Linked DNA regions of Mus musculus: all the other regions are linked to region 2. Evidence: chromatin contacts called from public HiChIP or PLAC-seq and promoter capture Hi-C data. All regions are on one chromosome and are shown on one strand. Each heading gives the region's core, a stretch centred on a gene start, on an enhancer-like site or on the middle of the called end of the contact. The rest is flanking DNA. Distances are from core to core; before and after follow the strand shown.

What was found. Promoter capture Hi-C pulls out the DNA fragments that hold promoters and counts their contacts. HiChIP or PLAC-seq counts read pairs in DNA pulled down with a chosen protein or histone mark.
Region 1: a contact with region 2 is called in a promoter capture Hi-C map of embryonic stem cells, with 2.9 times the contacts expected there. The contact joins the enhancer-like site here to the promoter of Marveld3 in region 2. A contact is called at or near these places in 4 of 39 promoter capture datasets (cranial neural crest, embryonic stem cells, hippocampal neurons and 1 more) and 2 of 115 datasets of contacts at active chromatin or transcription factors (embryonic stem cells and stem cell-derived neural progenitor cells).
Region 3: a contact with region 2 is called in an H3K4me3 HiChIP or PLAC-seq map of forebrain, with 12 times the contacts expected there. The contact joins the promoter of Vac14 here to the promoter of Marveld3 in region 2. A contact is called at or near these places in 8 of 39 promoter capture datasets (the 3T3-L1 cell line, cranial neural crest, embryonic stem cells and 4 more), 7 of 484 Hi-C or Micro-C datasets (B cells, the N1E-115 cell line, Th1 cells and 3 more) and 7 of 115 datasets of contacts at active chromatin or transcription factors (astrocytes, embryonic forebrain, embryonic stem cells and 2 more).

The regions. Positions count from the first base shown.
Region 1 is chr8:110,517,843-110,521,972 of GRCm38.p6, forward strand. It overlaps Hydin (HYDIN, axonemal central pair apparatus protein), which reads left to right. Exons shown (of 87, transcript NM_172916.2): 42 at 1,239-1,459. Among named protein-coding and RNA genes, the nearest start is that of Gm21283, 18 kb to the left of the region's middle. Within about 2 kb of position 2,074, at least 8 of the 459 cell types and tissues checked have an H3K27ac peak or open chromatin away from gene starts, as enhancers often do. A contact at or near this core is called in embryonic stem cells, where this site is marked.
Region 2 is chr8:109,959,856-109,964,004 of GRCm38.p6, forward strand. It overlaps Marveld3 (MARVEL (membrane-associating) domain containing 3), which reads right to left and starts at 2,350. Exons shown (of 3, transcript NM_212447.2): 1 at 1,861-2,350. The coding sequence starts at 2,252.
Region 3 is chr8:110,616,638-110,621,145 of GRCm38.p6, forward strand. It overlaps Vac14 (Vac14 homolog (S. cerevisiae)), which reads left to right and starts at 1,930. Exons shown (of 19, transcript NM_146216.3): 1 at 1,930-2,356. The coding sequence starts at 2,253.

The DNA.
Region 1 (4,130 bases), core at 824-3,323, 560 kb after region 2:
GGGCCTGGTGGAGAGTCTGGTAAGTTAGAAGACTAGCACCCTTCATAACTGCTGTAGAACTCAGCTGTGACTTTTTCCACTAGGGAGTTAGGCGTCCCTAGTCCTCCAGCAGGTGCAGTGTGGCTTTTCTGTACATAGCCCCAAATACTGGGAGAGGGGAGAAGGGAATTGCAGGAAACGATAAGCCAGCGGGGAACTGTAGCTATGAGGGAGCCCTGGAGAGTTATACGCTGAGATGATTGGCAGGAGCATTGAGGCCGAGTCTCCCCGAGACCTAGAGGACCACTGATGTTGCTTGGCTTATGAGACAAAGAATGTGTCCTCCACCCCTGGTCTCCTTCAGGGGTGCCCAGCCCATCTTTGAAGTCAGAATCCCAGGGGGCACAATGAGACAGGGCAAATATGTCAAGCAAGGGGGCCATAAGACGACTCTGAGGCTCAGGGCTGGCACAAAGGCACTCTAGCAAGTGCTTATCTAAGTAGATTTTAACTGAAATTTTAGAAAGTGGGTTATTTCAAGAGGGAGCTGAGAAGGTAGCAGTCTGCTTGGAAGGAGAATCAGGAACAAAACGGAGAAAATAACTGCATGAGTGAAGGTCCCATTTGCTAATAACCACATACTTCTTGTTTAATTCATTCTTCATTAGAGTTGGTTCTGCTGAGGGCAGAAAAAACTCTGCCCTATCTGCTCCTCGACCTTACCACTGCCCAAAAGCTCAGAAGGTTAAGGGTCAGATTGTCAAGGCAAGGCCTTAGTGCACACGCAACTTAAGAAACCCTTGGCTTCTGGGCCAAGAAAGAAAATGGGCACAGACGGTTATAAGAGCTATAGAAAAGATGGGCAATATGGTAGTTTGAATGAGAAATGACCTAACACACACACACACACACACACACACACACACACACACAGCTCAAATATTTGAATATTTGGTCCCAGTTGGTAGGGACCAAAATAAAAACTAAAAGTCTATAAAATTGCCTTTGGTCATAGTATTTTATCACAACTATTAAAAATTAAAAGTAACTGATGCAGGCACAAAAGAGCTCAGGACCCCAGGGGAGCCATCCTCTGATACTCAGTGGGTGGAGCCTCTTCTTCCCGCCCAGGTCAGTCAGCTGTATATGAAGATTGCTCAGTATTCTGTAAGAGAGTAACATAGGCTGCAGTGTATTGTCCCCCACTGTCCTTTCCTTCATATGGTGACTTTTACTGAAACCCCACCTTCTTCCAGCAGCTCATGAGTCTTCAATGACCCAAAATACTGTGGTACCAGCACGACTAAGCACTGAGAACTTGGGCAGGTTTACCTCAGAGCTCACTCTAATAACCCAGGAATACAAAGTTCCGAAGACCGTGCGCGGGAGTGTGATGCTCCCCAAAGGCAAGGCGGACAGCCACTTTACTGGGTCTCAGAAGCAGCATCACCAGCACCAATCCGAAACACCGCAGGTACAGGTACGCAGGGATCCCTGGAAAGAGGGTTGGGAATCCTTCCTCCCCCTTCACAGCATCCTGCGGCCAGGCCAGCACCCCGTGGCTGCCCTACACCACTCCTTCAGAAACTAGTACACAGCCACCTGGTACCCAGTAAGCACTATTCTATTACTGGCACCGCACTGGATCCCAGAGGGATGACAGTGACAAAAGGAAGGTCTCCCACTCAAGCCGCAGTAGTGGCGAGTCGACGAGGAAGCCGATCATGCTCACAAATTGCCTGGAGCAAAACGGTGACAGGAGATAGCCACAAGAGAAATTCGGTTGAACCTTTTAGAATCTCATAATAATAATAATAATAATCTCCTATGACTCAAACAGTACAAGAGGAACATAAAGGATTGTCCTATTAAAATAAGTGGTGCTGGGCTGTAGGGAAAGTCGGTGTAGGTCATAAAGAAGTCATTTGGCCCCAGCCACATGCTGGGGAATGTAAACTGCCATCTTGGCAAAAACGCCGTGCTAAAGGCAGAGACATCCAATGAAATCAAGGAATGAGCAGTGGGTAGAGAGTGAGGGCCAGTGAGTATCAGCCCTTGAGATGTGAGCGGAAGGGCTGGAAGGACTTGCCAGGGACCACGCCCAAGGTCAAGTGTGTGGTCACTGGGAGAGAAACAAAGGCAAAAGTAGGAAGCAGGCCTGAAATGAATGCAGCCCCAGGGGACTTGTCACCCATGGTAACGTCTATGTTCCCAAGCCACGTGTTCTGCTCAGAATAGACCATATTATCGTCTTCTTAAAGAGCAGGAAGCATGGGTGGATGGTACTCTTGCAAAATGTAAGGTCCACACAGGAAGAGATGAGATCCCAAGAGAAAAGGAAAAGGGTTGATCAGTTAAAAGATAACTCCCTCTGGGATCCATAAAGGTTCAAAAGAAGAAAAAGATACAGCTAAGGATAGGAGATGTGAGATGGAGGGTGGAAGTTGGGGAAATCTTACCCTATCACTCTTGTATGTATGTGTATAGGAGGTATGGTCTTTTATAGGAGGCAGTGAGGAGTTTGGGGTTAGAGGCTGCCTTCCCTACAGGGGACTGGTAGAACACAAATATCTCCACTGTCACAACGGGACCCGAAACTGGTGCTGCATAAAGAGAGAGTTGAGAATGCCGACGGCCCAACTAAGACTAGAACCTCAAGTTCACAGTTTTACTAGTTCCCCCAAGTGGCCCCTGGCAGGCCTCATTCAGAGACAGAGAAACAAGAAGTTGTCGTTGGAGCAGAGGAAGGGTATGCTCAGAACTAGGTACAAGGCAGTTCAGGTGGCGTCAGTAAGAGGAGGCCAGCCAAAGTAAAGAAAGAATTAGAGGACATGGAGGGGGAACGGGAAGATCTGAGGGTCTTCAGACCCTCAGTCTTGGAATCACGCTGCCTAGGCACCAGGTGTTTCATAGTAGGTATCTAAGGTGGACAGAGATAGCTGAAGATCCTTATAGAGAGGAGATACAACAGGCTCATAGAACTTCATAAAAAGAAAGCCGAGCATTAAATTAGGAATGCAGGTTAAGTAAAGATTTAGCTCCTAACAGGAATGGAGACCAGAATATAGATGGGACAGGTGAATGGAGCAATGTCCGCCCTGGAGAAGACACCTACAGGTGGACGGAGCATCTCAGGGGCTAAACTGGTGCCCAACAAGGTCTTTTATCTGCACCTCCCCTATAAGTGCGTTTTGTGTTCATAGTACCTTGTGAGCTGGAGCCCCTGGCTCGTTTTCTTTGGGAGCCCCAGCCTTTAACCCTCTTCCCTGAGAGCTATGACATTCTTTACACCGATGCTCGTATTTGTTAAAAATAGGGCATCATGGTAAGTTTTGCTTGTTTTCCTTCTATCAATCTAGAAGTAAAGACTTTTAGAATGTTTTGGGGACAGCAGAAAATCCCAGTTCTGACTCTAGCTCTCTCTCTCTCTCTCTCTCTCTCTCTCTCTCTCTCTCTCTCTCTCAGTAAACAGTAACCCTAAAAGAAGTCAGAGTAGAAATCAGAACCTGTATACCACATGTATACATGTGCACGAGCTCACACAAAAGCACACACAACCCTGCACTGCTCAACATGACAAGACCCAAATGAATTGGAGACAGATTCTGAGCTGATCACTCTACCCATCTATACATGTGCACTGGTTCCCATCCCTCTCCCTCTTATTCAATTCAGGGGTTAAATCCATGGTCCTTGCCCTCCTTTTTTTTTTTTTTTTTTTTTTTTTTGGTTTTTTGGTTTTTTGGGTTTTTGGTTTTTCCAGACAGGGTTTCTCTGTATAGCCCTGGCTGTCTTGGACCTCACTTTGTAGACCAGGCTGGCCTCAAACTCAAAAATCCACCTGCCTCTGCCTCCCGAGTGCTGGGATTAAAGGCGTGCACCACCATGCCCCCTCCAGCTCCTAACTCACTCTTCAGATCCCCTTCTCTGTTTCCTCCAAGGACCACTTCCTCTGTCTCAGTCGCCCCTGATCTCCTTCACCAGTCCCATCCAGACATCCACCTGCCTTCCAATATTCCACCACCACCATTGCTTACCAGATTCCATACACGCTGAACTCCCGTGTGCTCCCAAATCAGCTCACGCACGCAGCTCCCTCACAGAGACAGTTCTCAAGTTCTTGTCTCAGTCTGCCATGGTTCCAAGCTTAT
Region 2 (4,149 bases), core at 1,100-3,599:
GCAGAGACATTAGGGACAGGCCTGTAACTCAACGGTTTGTTTACTATTAGGCCTTCGTTTATTTTTTTAGTTTTTAAAAATTTCACAGAACGAAGCCTAGGCTTGCCTCAAACATGTGATCCTCCTGCTTCAGCTTCCCAAGAGCTACATCACAGTTGTGTGTGCTACCATGGCCCGTGGTATTGGAACTCTCAATAACGAGCTTGACCTTTGGCCCCTGATTCTCTTGCCTCTACCCTCCACTAGCTGAGATTATAGTCATGTCCACGTCCAGCCAGCTACTTTTGATATCTTACTGATATCTCTCCTTTGGCCACCCCTGGCACCTTCTGTTTCCATTTGCCTAACATATGCCAGGCTCTGCCCAAGATTCAACAAGAGGCTGCATTCTGCTTTGGGGACATAGAAGCCACCCCATCTCTCTTTGGTTTGAAATCTTTAAACCTTTCATCAGCACACAGGAGACTCTGGTACTGTGCACACTTACGACCTAGGCGTACCGAGCCAGCCGCAGTGAGCTGCCCTTCACCACTAAAGAACCCAGGCTTCTGGGGCACAGAGGAAGCGGTTTTTCTACTTGAATCGCCTTCTACTGTCTTCTGTCTTCCTTCCACAGAACTCAGCTCTAGGTCACCTTCCTTGGCATCCTGAGCCTCTGGTGGCTGTTTTCACTGCCAGTCAGTCTCTGAACGCTGACAGTAAGTTACTGCATGCGGGTCCCTGCATTCCCTCCCTCCAATAAATGCTTAGGAGGAGAGCAGACAGAGAGAAGCTGCCCTTTGGCCTCAAACCTTTAAATAAGCCACGAACAATTGCATGTCTTTTATTCACTCTGGGGTGAGGCGGGGTAATGAGGACTCTGGTTTTAAGAGGAAACGCACAAATGTACCTCTTGTTTTTCTACTCCTGTGGTTGCAGTCCAAGATGGGTGCAGCCAGGGAAACAATAGCTAGTGTCAAAGACCGAAAGAGCAGCCCAAATCTGGGCGCAGCTTTCGCGAGGTGAGTTGGCTTTAGATAATGTAACATAAACTCATGATAGCAGCTTTCCCTGATGTGTGGAAGTCTAATGGCAGAGGCTCCAAGTCTAATGGCAGAGGCTGGGGATCATCAGCTAGAAGAGTTGTCTCCAGGGAAAAGAATGCACAGTTTTGACAACCACACACACACACACACACACACACACACACACACACACACACACACACACTTTTTGCCCTCAGGGACACCTATTTTATTCTATTTACCCAGTCCCCAGAGCCTGGTTCCACATCTGTGCAACTGGATGGCGCGCTGAGTCTCTAGGAGGGGGTATGACGACCGGTCCCCTGCTAGTCCTTTCCACCCTCATTCACAAAACCTTCAAAGACACAGGGGAATTTCGGGACCTACAGACCAAGTTCGTCTATTCATGAGGGTGGGGTTTAAACAAACCTACGGTCTGAAACAAGCTGCTGAGAAAGACCTCACTGACTTTGTTACACATCACCGGAGAATGAACGTTTAGGTGGGCTTAGTTTCGTGTTTAAAACGGCGGCTTCTGCTAGCAGTCTGCTGCGCATACATAGCCTTGTCAGGAAGAGCGAGTCCAACTATTAACTCTTCGTTGGGCTAACTTTATTCAGCCCCCCCCCCAACCTGGAAGCTGGACTTTGAAAGGTATAGAGGGAAGGCTAGGGAACAAGACTTAAGAGTCTGTGGCCCTCCGGCTAGCCCCACCTACCTAGCCTTCTAAACCGTTCCAGTTTCAGTCCTGAAACTCTCCTCCTTCCTCTGGTTCTCGGGCTTTCCCACTTTTTCTTTTATGTCATCTCTCCTCCACCCTCGGCGGTCCCTGGTCCCTAGCAGGTGCACCCCTCACCTCTCCAACCCGCGGCGCCCGAGGCCATGCTTCTGCGACAGCTCTGGGGGCCCCCAGGGTGCGGGTCCCGGAGTCGGGGCTGCGTCCCAACTGGGTCCCCAGGGCTCGGGCCGCGCACGGCTTTGACGGGACTTCTCCAAGGCTCTTTGTTCGGATGCGCGATGGCCCGCGTCCCTGTGTCTGTCCTGGCGCTGGTCTCGGTCCGTTCTCTGTTCCCGGCCCGCCCGACGGTCCCCGTTTCCTCTCACGTCACCGTTCCTCTCCCTGTGCCTGTCCCCGCCTCGGTCCCGCGACCGCTCGACGTGGTGGTCTCGGTCCGGGTGCGGGCGCCGGTCCGGGTCTCTTTCTCTAGGACGGGTCCGGGGCTCACGGTGCCCCGAAGTATTTTTCATGGCCGGATTCCTGTCCCCGCCCGGAAACGATCCGAGGGCGACAACCAACCATAAGTTTCCCAGGCAGGTGGCCAAGCTCAAGGACGGGGCGGTACAGCTCACCTGTGCGCACGCGCACTTGCCCTCCAGCGGCCCGGAGAGGGCGCACCTGCCACTGGCCGCCAGGGGGCAGTCGTGGTGCGGCCAGAGGGGATGGGGGTGGGAGTGGGGTGGACGAGGGCTGGAGAGTGGGAGGTGGATTCTTGCTGAAATAGATGTCAGTCCTAGGTTTTATAGGATTATCAAAGGGAAATGGCCCAGGGAGCAGGCAAAAGGATGTGACCAAATCAGCTCAGCCTTCAAAGGCTGTCTCTTGCTAGAGCTATTAGGACGCCAGACCAATCATTTATTTCTTTACTTTCATGGTACTGGGTTTGAATCCCAGGGCCTTGCATGTCTAGGTGAGCATGGTACCACTGAGCTATATTCCCAGCCCCAAACGAAGATCATTAAACCCACTAATACAGTTCCGGGCATGGATTTGAGCTTTTCGATAGAGAGCTCATTAGGGGGAGGAGTTGGTAACTCCATTGATCTAAACTTGGGTGGGGTGACCTCACTCCTAGCAGCTATGACGAGTTCCCCCAAATGAAGCCAGTAGTGGTGATTTCCTGTCGACCAACTTACAAAGCGTCTTGAGTTTGCTTCCCCAGAGCGTACTCATCATCCACCCTTCTTCTCAGCCATCCACCCACACAGTCAGATAGCCACACATCCACCTACCCGCTCAGCCAGCCTCTCACCCACGGGTCCTCTCCCTCCTCAGAGAAGTTACAGCCCAAACTTATAAAACACTTAAAAGAAAAAAGAAAAGAAAAGAACTGTTCTACTCGTTATTAGTAGCCTTTAATTTTGCCAAGAACATTTTTTAAAAACCAGAAAACTGGCTCTGCTAGTGGGGTCAGCAAGTGAGCAGGAGCACGTGACTCAGCAGGTGCGGGAGGTTCGCAGGGAAGTCGTTTTGGACAGAGATAGTGCTCCAGTTTGCGTAAAGACTGGATGGGAACAAGGACACGTGCTAGAAAGACAACGTGAGGCTCTGCTCTGAGTAGAATTGAGGAATCAGGAAGGATGGGCCGAGTTGGAGACTGAAACTGACTCCTGTATCCCCACATATGTGAATCTGGTGACACCTCCTGTGTCTACAGCACTCACCGTGGTGGCTGGACGCTCATGTTCCAGCAGGGCAAAGAGGTGACCCTCTGGTGAGCTCTAAGGAAGGGTCATGGCCGCAGGCAATGCCTTTCCTGAGCTTTGTATAAAGCTCTTGGCATTTCATTTCTTATGGAAGCTGGAAGTATCGCCCTCTGAGGCTCTCATCCATGGAGAATGGGCGTTGGCAAAAGAGCTGTTAACTGTCTTTGGCTCCTCCGTGCAGTTATCTCACTTTGAGAATGTTATAAACTGGCCTCTGGCTACTTCTGCAGAGGCTTTGCTGCCTGGCTCTATGCCAAGTTCTGTCAACGTCACCACCGAGGGTACAAGATGCAGAGCTGGAGCCCCACAAACTCCCAGTGGCTGTCCCTCCTCACCCCGGCATCGGTCCATGGCTCCATCACCATCACGCCGAACACTAATCTCTGAAATCCCTTTCCAGCCCGAAATCAAGAGTAAAACCCGAGCCAGGTATCACCCGTGATCACACCTGCAATTCCAGCCTGTGATCTCCGTGTAAGTTCGACGCTGGAAGGGGTCAGAGTGGGCTACGCTTCATGTTTTTCAAAGTAATGGAGTTCTAAGGAAGTGCCTGCTTGGAGACCCACTCTGACCCCCGCCCCCCCTTTTGATAGGCAAAAATGTAACTAAAAAAAAAAAAACTTTTAAAAAGTAAAACAGACGATCCTAGAATGTGGAGGCT
Region 3 (4,508 bases), core at 680-3,179, 660 kb after region 2:
AGGGGATGATAATACCACTTTTAAATGGCTAATATTTTAATATGTCTTAAGAAACATTTTAATCTTTCACTTCAGGGCACAAGCAAGGATGAGGTGAAAGTTTAAGATTTCTTTTAAAAGGAAATAGATTCGAGGGACCAGAGAGTTGGTTTAACCTGTAGGGTGTTAGCCACACATGCCCAAAGACCTGTCTTGAAATTCCTTGTACCCACTTAAACACCTGGTCAGGCGGAGCTTGTGGTCTCTAACTGTAGCACTGGGAGGTGAGGGAGGTGGAAACGGGCCAGTTAGGGCTCCCTGGTCAGCCCCCCAGCCAAATCCATGAGTTTCAGGTTCAGTGAAAGATCTCATTACAGAAAAGGTCGGGACTGGGCGTGTAGCTCAGTTAGGTGACTAGCATGCACAAAGCCTCCCACTCTGTCCTCAGCACCACATAAACCCAGTGTGGTAGCCCACGCCTGTCATCCCAGCAATAAGGAAGGTGGAGGCCTGAGGAACCTAACCTTTCAGTTATTATCTTATTAAGGTTTTTACTACTGTGATAAAAACACCAAAACCAAAAGTAACTTGGGGGAGGAAATGGTTCATTTCGCCATATAGCTTATATCGCTGAAGGAATTCAAAGTAAGAACATAGAGGCAGGAGCTGATGCAGAGGCCATGGAGGAATGCTACTTACCGGCTTTCTCCTTAAAGCTTGCTCAGCCTACTTTCTTATAGAATCCAGCAACCTCTGCCTAGTGTGGACCCACCCATGGTGGGCAGGACCCTCTCACATCAATCACTAATTAGGAAAATGCCTTACAGGCTCGCCTACAGCCCAATCTTAATGGAGGCATTTTCTCAATTGAGGCTTCCTCCTCTCAGATGATTCTAGCTTGTATCAAGTTGACATAAAAATTAGCCAGGACTTTTTTTTTTTAATCACTATGCATAGAGTCCAGCCTAGGACACATAAGACCTTGTCTCAATAAGGGTGGAAAAATAAGAGCAAAAGAGGACACCTTGCCCGGCATGGGGGCTCACGCCTTTAATCCCAGCACTTGGGAGGCAGAGACAGGAGGATTTCTGAGTTCAAGGCCAGCCTGGTCTTCCAGGACAGCCGGGGCTACACAGAGAAACCCTGTCTCGAAAAAACAAACAGACAGACAGACAAACAAAAAAAAAAAAAAAAAGAGGACACCTGACCTCGGATCTCCATACATATGTACACACACATCTGAGTAGCACATGTGTATTAAATACAATCTGAGGGTTTGACTCAGTTGGTAGACTTGACCAGACCCGGGGTTCCACGCCCAGCACCACATAAGATCAACTGTAGTGACGCTTGCCTGTAATCCCTGCACTCAGCAGATAAAGGCATGAGAATCGAGATTTCAAGGCTATCCTCAGCTATAGAGAGAGTTTGAGACCCTGTCTCTAAAATAATAATTGGATTAGAGGGGTGGCTCAGCAGACAAAGGCATCTGCCGCCAAACCTGGCGGACTGGAGCTCAATCCTGGGACCCCCACATGGTGAGTGGGTGGGGAGATCCGACTCCCTCCCAAGTTGCCCTATGGCCTCCAAAGGCGCTCGTTGGTGCATGCACACACGCAGAAATAAAATGTAAAATCAGACAGATGGTTAAGATATGGTGAAAATGGTGGAAACGTTGGCATACGCGAAAGTGACTGTTAAGTGACCAAAGAATTAATGCATAAATTAAATTTGAGTTAGGCTCCCTCTATAAACTGTTTCCAGAAGCCCCCCGCTCTGCGCAAAGCTCTGGCAGTGAGCCTGAAACGGCTCCCACCACCTGCTCTTCACTCTCAGCAAAAACCCGCACCGAAGCCAGCAGCAGGTGAAGAGTGGGGTGGATCCCTGACAAGTGTGGCCAATCCGCTGCAGCAAGCACGAGAGGGCGTGGCCTGGGGGGGCGGAACCTTCGGTCGGCGGAAGGCGGAAGTGCTCGCGGCGTCACGTGACCTGAGTAACATGGCCGCGGCCCAGTGAGCGTTGCCGGTTCCTGGCGGGAGCTGGTCGCGTGAGCCGTGGGGCGGACCGGGTCGCGCGTGGGAGAGCAGGGTCGGAGCAGGGGGACCCGAGGCGGCGCGTGGCGGCGGGACGAGGCAGGCGGGCCCTGGGCGGCATAGCCCATGAGCAGGCTCCGGTGTCCGCGCGGAGCCGCACACTCCCCCGGCCCTGGCACGGCCCAGGCAACCTCGGGCTAAGGTGTCTGGAGGCTCCCAGGCGCAGCGCGAGCTGCCACCATGAACCCAGAGAAGGATTTTGCGCCGCTCACTCCCAACATCGTAAGGGCCCTGAATGATAAACTCTACGAAAAGCGGAAGGTTGCAGCGCTGGAGATCGAGAAGTAAGAGCTCCTGGGACCCCGCCCTGGCTTTGCAGCGCCTAGCGGTTCTGCTTGCCCGCGGCGAGGGTTCGGTATTGACCTCTCCGGTTTCAGCTCTTAGCACATTGCTTTAGAGCGGGAAATCCAAGAGCCCTATCTTTGCTAGTCTTAACCTCCTGGTGCTCCCAGATAGCAGTGAAAATGAATTGACTTAAGGTATGTGCAGAACCTAGCGCAGTACCTGACACATTCAGTGTGGCCTCAGTCAAAAGCCAGCTAGATCGGAGAGTGGCCTCTCTGAGGAGGTGGAGAATTTGCTTATGGTGTCCCGCCTTCTCTTTGCAGCTTCTGAAGTGGCCAAGTGTAGAAATAGGTCAAAGCACGTGATCCAATGCTCAGAAGATTGTCAGGCCACCCTCCCTTGCAAGTGAAAATGGGAAGATTTGCCCTTCCCCGCTTCTGCAATAGTATACGTGTGTGTAATAGTGCACTGGTGTTTCCAGGTGTTCGAAATAGGGAATGTTTAATTCGGTAATGTTTTGCTGAGTATGTGAGAGAGCACGTGTTTTTCCCCCAGCCAAATCTTAGTAACAGTCAGTTGAGTAGGTGGTTTCAGAAGAGTAGAAAGCAGCAGCCTGTAAAACTAGAAAAACATTAGGAGTTAAGACATCCAACTTGGTAACAGCGGACCATATGTGTCTATGTAAATTTAAGTTAACCAGAGTAGTGACACAGGCTTGAGATTTGGCACTTGGAAGGCTCGGGCAGAAATACTGTACTCGTTTGAGATTAGCATTGGTCACGGGGCTAGATCCAGTCTCAACAACAACAACAAAGTAATGAATCAGTACAAATTGTAAATTCAGCACGTCAGTTTCACTACCCATAATCTGGGTGTTCAGGAGCCAACCACTACAGCTGCACAGTGCAGACTAGAGAACATTTCAGTCATTGTACAATGGTCACATGGCCAGCCCTAAGCTATGGAGTGGTGCTCACTCATTGACTAGGATAGACTCTTTACTCAAAGTTTTTTAACCTCGGTGCTGTTGATATTTGGGAAGCACAATACTTGGTTGTGATGGGCAGTTCTGTAGCTTGTGTGATTTTTTTTTTTTTTTTTAGTAGTACCTCTGCCCTTTACCCACTAGATGCCAGTAGTACTCCATCAGTTGTGACAACCCAAATTGTCATCAGACTTTGCCAAATGTCCCTTAAAGAATCAAAATCACACTAGTTGAGAACAATTGCTTTGCCCTAGACTAATGGCTTTGGGCTTAGGTAAGAAGACCCTTCCATTTGTTTGCAGTACTCACGCTAGCGGTTTCTTTCCTCAGCCGCCGCCTTTTTTTCCCCTCTTTTCTGTTTACTGCCTTGCATTGCAGTGCTTAGCACAGTTCTGTTGTCATGCCGAATAGTGTGACCCAAAGATAGTGTCTAGGTATGATTGTGTGTCCGTGAGTTCTGTTGGTTTTGTGAAGTTGCAGTGTATATTAGGTTTTCATTGCTGTATCAAACACTCGAGATTTAAATGGACAGGGTAGTATGTGGTCAGTTGGACCTGTAGCTTTTGGGCATGATGAAGCCCTTCAAGGGCACACACCAAAAGGAGCTCTCAATAAGCCTAACTCTCAAACTCTGTCAACTCCGAATGAACCAGACAGAGGGCTACCTACACCGTGCATACACGGGCCTTTGAGAAACGGTTAAGATTCAGACAGTGGCACACTGACACCAGTTTTTTGCCACCCACTCAGCGTCACAGAAGTATCTGCTTTTATCCTGGCTTGAGTCATCTGTTAGGTCCTTGAACAGAGGTGTTCACAGCATAGCTGCTTCCGGTCAGTCTGTGGAAGACTTCTCTGCAGGTGGTCGTGTAGGGGCTTAGTTGTTAACCCAGTTTGTTTTGTATTAGACATTGCCCTTGATTTGTAAAATTCAGAGAAAATTCCTAGGGTGGTAAGGGACTATGGCCTCCTTAAGAGAAAAAACATTTGATTTATCCTCTTCTCTTAACACAGTGAGTGCCTAGTGGCATTTGACACTTGTACACAGGAACAATAGTTTTGCAGTTTTGATAGGAGAGTAACATTGTAGCCTAAGGAACTTGCTTCTCAAAAGTGGCCTGCAGACAGCTACTGAAGAGAGACGCTGGCTTCATCCTTGTGTGAGT